Linked DNA regions of Danio rerio: region 1 is linked to region 2. Evidence: chromatin contacts called from public HiChIP or PLAC-seq data. All regions are on one chromosome and are shown on one strand. Each heading gives the region's core, a stretch centred on a gene start, on an enhancer-like site or on the middle of the called end of the contact. The rest is flanking DNA. Distances are from core to core; before and after follow the strand shown. Region 1 holds the start of LOC110439932. Region 2 holds the start of agfg2 (ArfGAP with FG repeats 2).

Region 1 (5,179 bases), core at 1,169-3,668, 130 kb after region 2:
TAGGTTGTGTAAGGCTGAAGTCCACCTCTTGGATGTTTCTGACTGAACTTCCTCAAGTGGTAATTCCTTGTATGCCTTTTTAAGGTGTTTTTGCAGAAAAGCTGCTCCATTATTTGAAGATTCAGTGCCACTCCTGGCTTCAGCTTGACCTTGAACATCATACTTCATGTTACTTCCACCCTCTTTAAAGGAGAGCTGTAGTCTGTTATTAAAGGAGTCTGTCAGATCAGGATCTGGTTGTTTGTCTTGGCTTGTTTTGAAGTCCTCAAACTGGAAAAGCATTTTTTTAAACTGGTCAGAAATTAAGGGCTCTTGAATGGTACTTGGATGAGCAGCAACATATTGCATATTCAATAAAGAGTTTGTGATAGGTTTCTGTTCAAAGTGCACTTTGGATTTTTGTAGAGATGTTGGGACAAAACCTTTAAAAGCATATGGCTTTTTAGGAGATATATAGTATGGATGGTTTTGATCTGTGGATACAGCTGAATCTTTATATGTGCCAGACGCGGATGGACTAACACTGTAAGCACTCTTTATAGTGTTGCCTGGCACGAGACTTGGCACCGGAAACTTTTTAACAAATAACGAATGGGTTATACTTTGGCCTGAAGGATTCAGATCCGTCCTATGCCGCGTGCTATGCTGACTTGTCTTCATTAGTGAATCATTTGTGATGTCTGGTAGATTAACACTCTTATCACGTTCCAAAAATAACACAGTGTTCTTTGGAAACTGTATTTGGGAGGTCAAATACGTGCCTTGCATTGATGGTTTAGATAATGCAGAAAGCTGGCTTCGGATGTTATTCTCATCTGACAGAAATTGTTTGTAAGAAAGGACACCATTGGTTGTTGACGGGATGTCAACAGATAAACCTGAAGCCACTTCATCATACTTCTGAGTGTGACGTGTTTGAATAGGTTCAACATCCTGATAACTTTGTCCAATGTTTTGGTAACCATTTTGCGCAGAAGTCAATTGAATGTCCTTTAGGGTGTAGCTGTTTGTATAAGACTTCGTATTTCCATACTCTAAGCTGTTTTGTGGATTTGCTTGTGGAATGGTGACCCTTCTAGAATCTGAATGCTTCATCTGATCAGGCTCAGAGGAAAACATCACAAGTTTTTTTAAAGGAAAGATTAGGTCACCTCTATTTGAATTTGGCCTTTTTGCAACTAAAGGTATTAGTCTTGGAACTGTGGGAATCTTAGAAAGAGATGAATCTCTCACATTCCCCAGGGAAGTTTGAGAAAGGGCTGCAGTCCCAGCAGAAAAAACATGTGGCGATGATTTGTGCACTTGTTGATTTGCTTCTAGAAAAGATAAATCTTCTATAATTGGCATGACCCTCCTCGGCCCATTTTGATTGGATTGATCAAACATGGCATTTGCATCACTTTTGAACCTCATATTATGGTTTGCATTGGAGCTTCTGGACATGTAATTAGATGAGATTCTTTCAGCATGTGCTGGTTGGACGGAGATATCTTCCCTCAAATAGGGTTCATTGAGTCGTAATGGTTGTTGACTGCCTGAATGCATTTCTGATTTAGAAATAGGCTGATATCCAAATGTCTCAGATCTATACACATTTCCTGCATGCATTCTGTCCACCGGACCTTCTATCTTCACCAGCCTTAAGCCCAGATTTGTATCACTAGAGCTCCATTGGCTCCCTGTGAAGGGATTGAGTTCCTGTTGGACTGTTTGGAAAGCATAGCTTGTTTTGGCATCATGTCCTTTATTATATTTGACGCTAGACAAATCAACAGGATTATTTCTGCTGCTGGACAAGATCTTATTTTGGTAATTCATAACATATGCAGGATCTTTTGGTTCAGTAAGTCTAAAGCTTGGGTTTTTGGCATTGCCATCGCTTTTCTGACTGTATGGGGCTGAGTTGACTCTGGGCCACTGATATTTGCTGTTAAACTGTACTAAATTGTTTAGTAGAGTGCCTTTTATTGGCTTTTGGATGGAAGAATCAGCAATGTTGAAAACTTCCAGTGCTTGCAATTTGATCTTTGGTTCATTTCCAGCGATGTCTCCTAAATGGATTGGCAATAAACCAACAATACATTTAGTTATCAATATTATAAAATAAATATTCCTATCAGTTTTAATTTGACACTTTAGTTCATACTTTACACAAAAATACTTGATTTGACGCAACAAATTATTCCAATAATACTTGTAACCACATCTTACCAAAAGACAGTCCAGGAAAACACCCAACAACAGAGTGAGTCAAACAAACCAACAGCAATCTGTATAAAAACAGGTTCATTTTAAGATTTTACTTACATAACAACAGAACCAAACCTCTATAAACTGTTACACTGAAATGGAATGTAAATGCTTACCTCAGAAAGCAATGATGAGACATGTTTAAAGCTCTATAGTGCAAGTTTTTGTCACACCTGCTCAAAATGACCCTATTAATGTGGCCTTACCTGAAACACTGACATTGTTGATCAACTTTGTTCATCATAATGAGGCCCACCTGAATGCATTTAGAGCTAAGTGCATGCAGAATTGCCCATATGCTTATTTTTATTGATTTCAGTTGTGTACATTTGCACAGCGTCAAATAAAAATGAGCACTTTTTAACAGCTGTTCATTTACATGACAAAAACCGCTTATGGAGATGGTAAACTTTTGAAAATGCACTTTATGTGCAATAATATTTCAAATATATACTATGGTTGTTTTTGTGTACCAGACCCTGTTTTTTACTACAAGAAAATGGAGTTTATGCACGAGCATGTGTTCGGTTTATAGAGGTGTATGAGAACCTGACAACCAAACAAGAGTGTTTAGATTCATGGGAACAGGATATCACTTTTACATTTATCGGCATGTGGAGTAAAATATATAACTATTTATAATTAAATAAGGCATCATGGTAGCGCAGTGGGTAGCACAATTGCCTCACAGCATGAAGGTCGCTGATTCAAGCCCATGCTGGATCAGTTGGCATTTCTGTGTGTAGTTTGCATGTTCTCCTCGTGTTTGCGTGGGTTGCTCCTGTTTCACTTGACAAAGACATGCGGTACAGGTGAATTGAAAAAGCTAAATTGGCCGTAGTGTATGTGTGTGAATGAAAGAGTGTATGGGTGTTGAGTTGCAGCTGGACATTTGCGGTGTAAAACGTGTTGGATAAGTTGATGGTTTATTCCGCTGTGGTGACCCCAGATAAATAAAGAGACTCAGTCGAAAAGAAAATGAATGAATTAAGTAACTAATATAAAATTATTTATACACACACACGGTAAACTTGTATATGTAGTTTAAAAATATTTATTTGGTACAAATGTAGCATTATACAGTAATTCAATATTTTAACTTTATAAAAATCTAATATTAAAAAATCATTTGTGATCATGAAACGAGTTTAAAAATGACACATAATTTAGGCACAATCATTTGATACAAATGTAATACTGAAAAACTCCTTAATTAAACAAATTAAAAGATACAATAAATACAACATTTCATAACAATGAATTAGAATATTTTACATTTCAAGACAGAAAAGTCATTGGGAATGTGTTCCAGGATTTTGTAACAGCAAAAAGAGCACCACAAACACGTCTACTGGCAGTGTGGTTCATTTCAGCCAAAAATGATTTTAACATGTGCTGTTGCTGTGTTTATGGGTTGTTTTGCAACAACCTCACATGTCTGTTATGGTGACGAGTCACACCCAGCTACAAACAGCCCTCATGTGCCCGAAAGGCACTGACAGTCCCACTATACATTGTGCAAACATGCGGTCCACAGCTTCCCTTTCAGAGGTGAATTGGGAATGTGCAGTAATGAGTGTCTGAGGACAGCACTAGAGTCGGTCAGCAACTTGAAATTGTCATTCACATCATGTAGCAGGACATAACCGCCAGGTCCCTCAAGTCTGCATCACTTATAGTACAATCTGAAAAAAACAAAACAAAAACACATGACAATTAGTTCTTGATGCACTCAATTCAAGTACTAAATTGACAAGTTAACCCAAAAATTCACCTGCTAAACGATAAAAGTATATTTTGATAAACGCTGAAAACCTGTAGCCATTGGAAGTCATTAATGTTTACAGGTTTTCAGCCTTCTTTTAAATATGTTCAAGAAAGAAATACAAAATATTTTGGCACAAGTGAAGGAGGCTGAGTAAATGATTTTCATTTTTGTGTGAGATATACCCTTAAGCACATTAAAAGACACCTATAGCAGGTTATCGAGGTGAAATACTCACTTATGTTCCCGTCTCCGACAACTTTTTTCCACACTTTTTTTAAGCACTTCACCAGGTGTCCCTTTCGGGTTCGTGGTGGTGGGGAAACGTCCTCTCTGGCTAGACAGGGAACTCCGGCTGGAGAAGGGACGTCTTGATGTTGTTCCTCTGCGTTTTCATCATCATCATCATCATCCTCACATTCCTGAGAGCTTCCCGCGGTTACAAGTCGCTCAAAAATGTCCTCGTCTACCGGCAGGTTGTCTTTGATTCTCGCCTCCGGCATCTCCGTGGAGTGTCGGCACAGTGGACACACTATCCGGGGCTCGTGAGTCTCCGCAGACCGGCCGATGGTCACCAAGCAGCTCTCGCAAAACGTGTGTTTGCAGCTCAGCTGTCGAGGACACCGCCGGCCGAGGTTGTAAGCTCGGTAGCAGATTCCGCACTCCGATTCTGGAAACATGTTGTCCTGTTGTTTGCGAGTTATTGAAAGTGAATAACTTACGCCGGGGACTCATTATATAGGCAGTCGCTGTGCTGAAAGCGGATGTGTGTATGTAAAACATGTGGGCGGGAGGAGTGTCTCACCCTCCCTCTCAGGGAAACCGTCTGTAGCAACAGGAATAAAGTTTATAAACAAAGTGATGTCACTGCGGCAGCAAGCGCGGTGATGTCATTACCCTAACGTGTTTCTGGCCCCCGAAACGGATGATCCCACTTCATCAAATGTTGAGTCAGACCGTTCTACGTGTCTTAACTTATTTGTTCTATTATACTATTTTAGGAAAACGAAAGTAGGAATTCCCCATTTAGTGGTTAAGATTTATGATCGAAAACACCTGTAATTCCCATAAAAGAGAAATTTGATAAGTGTCAACATTGTGAGATTCATATAGGAGGAATTCCTGTAAATGTAGCTGCTGTAGTAAATCAGATGAAGGTGATTT
Region 2 (4,809 bases), core at 574-3,073:
TTTATCATTCATTCATTTTCTTGTCGGCTTAGTCCCTTTATTAATCTGGGGTCGCCACAGCGGAATGAACCGCCAACTTATCCAGAAAGTTTTTACGCAGCGGATGCCCTTCCAGCCACAACCCATCTCTGGGAAACATCACACACACATTCACACACACACTCATACACTACAGACAATTTGGCCTACCCAATTCACCTGTACCGCATGTCTTTGGACTGTGGAGGAAACCAGAGCACCCGGAGGAAACCCACGCGAACGCAGGGAGAACATGCAAACTCCACACAGAAACGCCAACTGAGCCGAGGTTCGAACCAGCGACCTTTTTGCTGTGAGGCGACAGCACTACCTCCTGCGCCACTGCTTCACCCAAAACTTATTTTATTCAGTTTTTAAATTAATTACAGTAATAATAATGACTATTATGAAAATGTTCATCTGATTCATGTACAATGCAGTTTATAAAGTAATATTTTCTGTCTTTTAGTAGATATATTATGAGACTTCCTTTGTTTACCAAATCATGTGAATCTAACTGGATTTGCATTTTAAACATTAAATAAAAGTAAAAAAAATATATTTTTATTTCACATATTAAGGTTTTAGTTATGATACTTCCAAAATTATTCCGCAGAAATTCACAGTTTTTTAACAAAACTATCCACATAAATAGCAAAAGACGTCCGCAGATTCTGTCTGGCCCTAGTACTTCGTAACATATACCTACATATACCTTATACGTTTGGCAAGTAGTTTTGGAGAATTTGATGTTTCCCATATCAGACAGAATGTCTCAGCATACTGCCCGAGAGGCGTTTCAAAGATGAATGCCGAGTTAAATGATTTGCCTTAAAGGGATTTTGCATCTCGAAAAATAAAGTGGAAAGATTACAAATAAGCACAACATTTTAACTAATTTTTCTTCCAAAACTGAAAATTTCCTCATAACTTACTTGCACTCAAGTGTTGTTCTTTCTTCTGTTGAAACCAGGTTGGATTCACTCAACATGCACTGTATAGGAACAAGAAATACAATGGAAGTCAATGGTCAAATTCTTCAGTATATCTTCTTTTGTGTTCAACCAAACAAATAAGCTCAAACAGGTTTGGCACAAGTGACGGGTGAGTAAATAATAATGGAATGTTCGTTTGTGGGTGAACTATCCCTTTAAAAACACTTACTGCTAAATAAATCATATGTTCGGCGAAACTGCTACCTCTGCTGGTAGGTAGTCGCCGATGCATTAAACGCATGCTGTGTTTTAACTCACTGCAAGAGCAGGAACCAGGCCAACATTACATCAGTGTAAACTGGTGGTGATACATGGTCATCTAACTCAAGAATGTGCTAACAGCAGGACCGCTCACTTAACATTCTTCAAGTGTTTGAGATTACAGCATTTATCTTATTTTCCAGTCACAGCACAATTGGGACTTCTCGCATTGATTTGTGAAGCCCACTCCAACAGTAAAGAGTTAATAAACACACAGAGGACAGAATTTTTTATTTCAAACGTCATACAGAAGGGCGTGATAAAAAAATCTACTCGCGTCCAAGATAAAAATCTCACGTTGCTGGGAAACACTGGACATAAATAAGCATAAAATAATGACCACACCACCACCATAAACAAAATATTGTTAAGCAGATTAGTCCCTGCTTATCCCGCTTTCAGGGGCAGTGGGCTCTTAAGTTGCCTCCGTCCTCGTCTTGGTTTCTGTTCGCTATCTCCCCAGGATCAGTGAAGGAAACGCGGGTGCGCAACAGCAGACTGCGCTTGGTACAGTGCGAACAGAACAGAGAGAGAAACTGGCAGAGCGAGGAAGAATAATGATCCCGCGCTCGTGAGAATCCGATTTTTTTGCGCCCACAGGAGAAAAACCGCAGCAATGAATAAATAAACGGGGCGGTTGTAAAACTCCAGGCGGATCGGCCAGTCGTGACCACGGAGGCTACGCACGCATGTGAGATTCGTTTCTTGTCAATTCAAGTGTATGGCCGGTCGATCGGACGCTTGATTTTGGCACCATACAAGAAGAAGAGCTGCAGCCGCATAGCCGTGCTCAGAATGCGGGCGTGAGAGACGGACTACGGCGGGGGAATTAAAGTGCAACGGTGGGCGAGTGAACGGCTCCCCCACAACAGTCTCGAGGGCCAGGGGGTGTGTGCGACTGCAGGGCACCAGCAGCATGTCGAACCGAAAACACCGGGACAACCAGGAGATCTGCGCCCGCAAGGTCCGCGAGCTCGCCCAGACGGGAGTGAACAAGCACTGCTTCGAGTGCAACCAACCCGGGGTGACTTACATCGACATCACCGTGGGGTGCTTCGTGTGCACGTCATGCTCCGGAATGTTGTGAGTTATAATACCCAAGTGCATGTGATTATTAGTGATTACAAACAGATTTGTATTAATGTTGTTATTCCTCAAACTCTGAACTGAACCTTCAGGAAATATGCAGATGCAGCGCAGTTACAGATCTCTGGTTGTGTTTACATTCATGAACACAGTCCGTAATTACTACTTTGTCGTTTTCAGGCGTGCCCCGGTCTCGCCTGCGTTACGTATCATTTCGTCATGATTTCAGGTTTGCCATCAATATAAACGTGTTTTCTGCATGTGGGCAAAGGAATGGTGTGATTCCACCTCAGTTTCAGTCTGCAACTGCACTTACTGTATACGAACAAACACATCTTGCTAGTTCTTCACTGTGCACTGAAGAAAAAAACAAACGCAGCCCGCTTCCTTTACGGTTTTGTCATTTGTTACTGCAAGAGGTTCTTGCAGGCTCTCATTTTCACAGCCCTGTCACATCCCACCCTATCGATGTTAAAAATGAAGGCAAGCCCTCATCTCTGTTTTGTGTTCACCACGCAGTTTGTGCTGTTTATTTGTGTTTCAGGAGAGGACTCAACCCACCCCACAGAGTTAAGTCTATTTCCATGACAACCTTCTCCCAACAGGAAGTGGAGTTTTTGCAAAACCATGGCAATGAGGTGAGTGGCAGGTTTACTAGTGCACAAGTCAGACCGCTTGGTGGTCAAAGACTGAAAACAAATCTTCAATATGAACCCTTTTCTCATTTCCAAGGTTCAAAGAGCAAGTTAGGGTAAATGTCTATTCTCAGTGTGAGAATTATACTTTGACCATGCAAGCGGGGTCAACTTTTTCGATAGTAGTTTGGTCATATATGCTTCAGTGAATCAAATGTATGAATGTATTTAAATGGCATCTAATTTATTAATAAAATGTCCACGTTTTCAGTGTTTTGAGGGATATTTAGTGACTATCCTGGAGGTTACTGTAGGTCAAACCATAAATTATGTGTCCATTTTTAATTGTTTTAGGCTACATACAGATACAAACCCCTACTTTACAAGAAATGTGTTTTGTGAATACTTAAGATGTGCTTCACTGCTCTAGAGCTGCCAGTTTCAGAGTGTTGAATGATATTTTTCATGGCATTGATTGGCAAGATTATGTATTCACAATGGTATGAACTGTACTGGGGGGTGTCAAATGTATATTTATATTATATTACTATGATATTATAATTATCCTTTTATCCTTTTAATTATTAATATTTAAGATATAGTTCAGAGATCAGAGAAAGCCATTTGTTACTATTAGGTTAGCGAACTTGAGATGCAGAGAGGAGTTGACAAAGATGAGGAGGTTTGTGTCTGAAGAAAAACGGTTCCAGAAAGCCAATAATACCCCCCCCAAAAAAAATAAATAAATAAAAATAATACAAGTAATATAACATTGTGAGAATATGGAAATATCAGGGGGCCTTTTTTTCTGGATTGCTTTTCAAAACACTGTCGGTTGGGTTTAGGGAAAGGTTTGGGTGGGAAAAATCAGTCGGTTGGTCCGTCAGCTAGTTGACAACAGCCTCTGGTGGATTTACGCAAGAAGAAGGGGCACGAATGGCACTCGTGAGAAAAATTTGAGATCTCAAAAAGCGTACACAGCAGTGGATTTGCAAAAACAAAAACTGCAAAAAACATACCTCCTGTGATGTATTTGGCACTCTCTAGAAATGTATGTAGGGCTACGTTTTTAGAATGAGTCTGGGTTGAAAGATAAGCTACGATCCAGCTTTACCTCGAAACACCCAAGATGCTCATTGTAGAGCCATTCATGAAACTCCCATGTATCAACAGTTCACCTGCTTATTGTGGACTTTCAAACCTGTTTAATTTGGATATGCTTTTATCTTTTATTCTCCCTGTCCCAACATTCAGTCATGAGCTGCTGCCATCAAAATAAAAATGTACAAAATACATTGAAGTTTATCAGTGAAAACATTGGGATTTTCTTATTTGTACTTTTGCTAATGAAATAAAAGTAAAAAAAACAGATGCTTAATTTCATTGCATTTTACTAAATATCCTTTCAACATTTGTTGTATAAGCTGGTGAATTTGTAGGGTGTTGTGCAAAATTCAACTGCCAAACAAAGCAACCCTCCCTCCCCAAAAAAGCAACAACAACACATTGCAATGTTGCTTAAAATTATAGATACCTGAAAAAGAAATGTAGTTTTCTTATTAAAAAGGTTTAGTTTTTGGTGGATATAAGTGGGGAAATATACATTTTTGCTATCATAATGGTAAAGATCCTTGACCTCTAAGCCAAGTAGTAAACCCAAAGTGCAAGAAAAACATAGGATAAAATAGGCTGGGAATACATTTGCAGATATATTCTACTAACAAACATCCATATGCTGTCCACACAGAGAGGTTCAGATGAAAAGGTAAATCTGTGCTGCACTCTTTTCTCTCAATAACTAAATAATAAACATA

Evidence for each region. HiChIP or PLAC-seq counts read pairs in DNA pulled down with a chosen protein or histone mark.
Region 1: an H3K4me3 HiChIP or PLAC-seq map of gastrula embryo shows a contact between it and region 2, with 4 times the contacts expected there. The contact joins the promoter of LOC110439932 here to the promoter of agfg2 in region 2. A contact is called at or near these places in 1 of 18 Hi-C or Micro-C datasets (caudal fin) and 2 of 4 datasets of contacts at active chromatin or transcription factors (embryo and gastrula embryo).

The regions. Positions count from the first base shown.
Region 1 is chr7:20,217,026-20,222,204 of GRCz12tu, forward strand. LOC110439932 reads right to left here and starts at 2,419. Exons shown (of 3, transcript XM_021477767.3): 1 at 2,367-2,419; 2 at 2,212-2,270; 3 at 1-2,051. The coding sequence starts at 2,389. It overlaps si:ch73-335l21.4, which reads right to left and starts at 4,780. Exons shown (of 2, transcript NM_001386727.1): 1 at 4,254-4,780; 2 at 3,289-3,935. The coding sequence starts at 4,695. The coding sequence ends at 3,874.
Region 2 is chr7:20,088,470-20,093,278 of GRCz12tu, forward strand. It overlaps agfg2 (ArfGAP with FG repeats 2), which reads left to right and starts at 1,824. Exons shown (of 8, transcript NM_001030238.1): 1 at 1,824-2,357; 2 at 2,905-2,998. The coding sequence starts at 2,191. It also overlaps a transcript of acap1 not described here.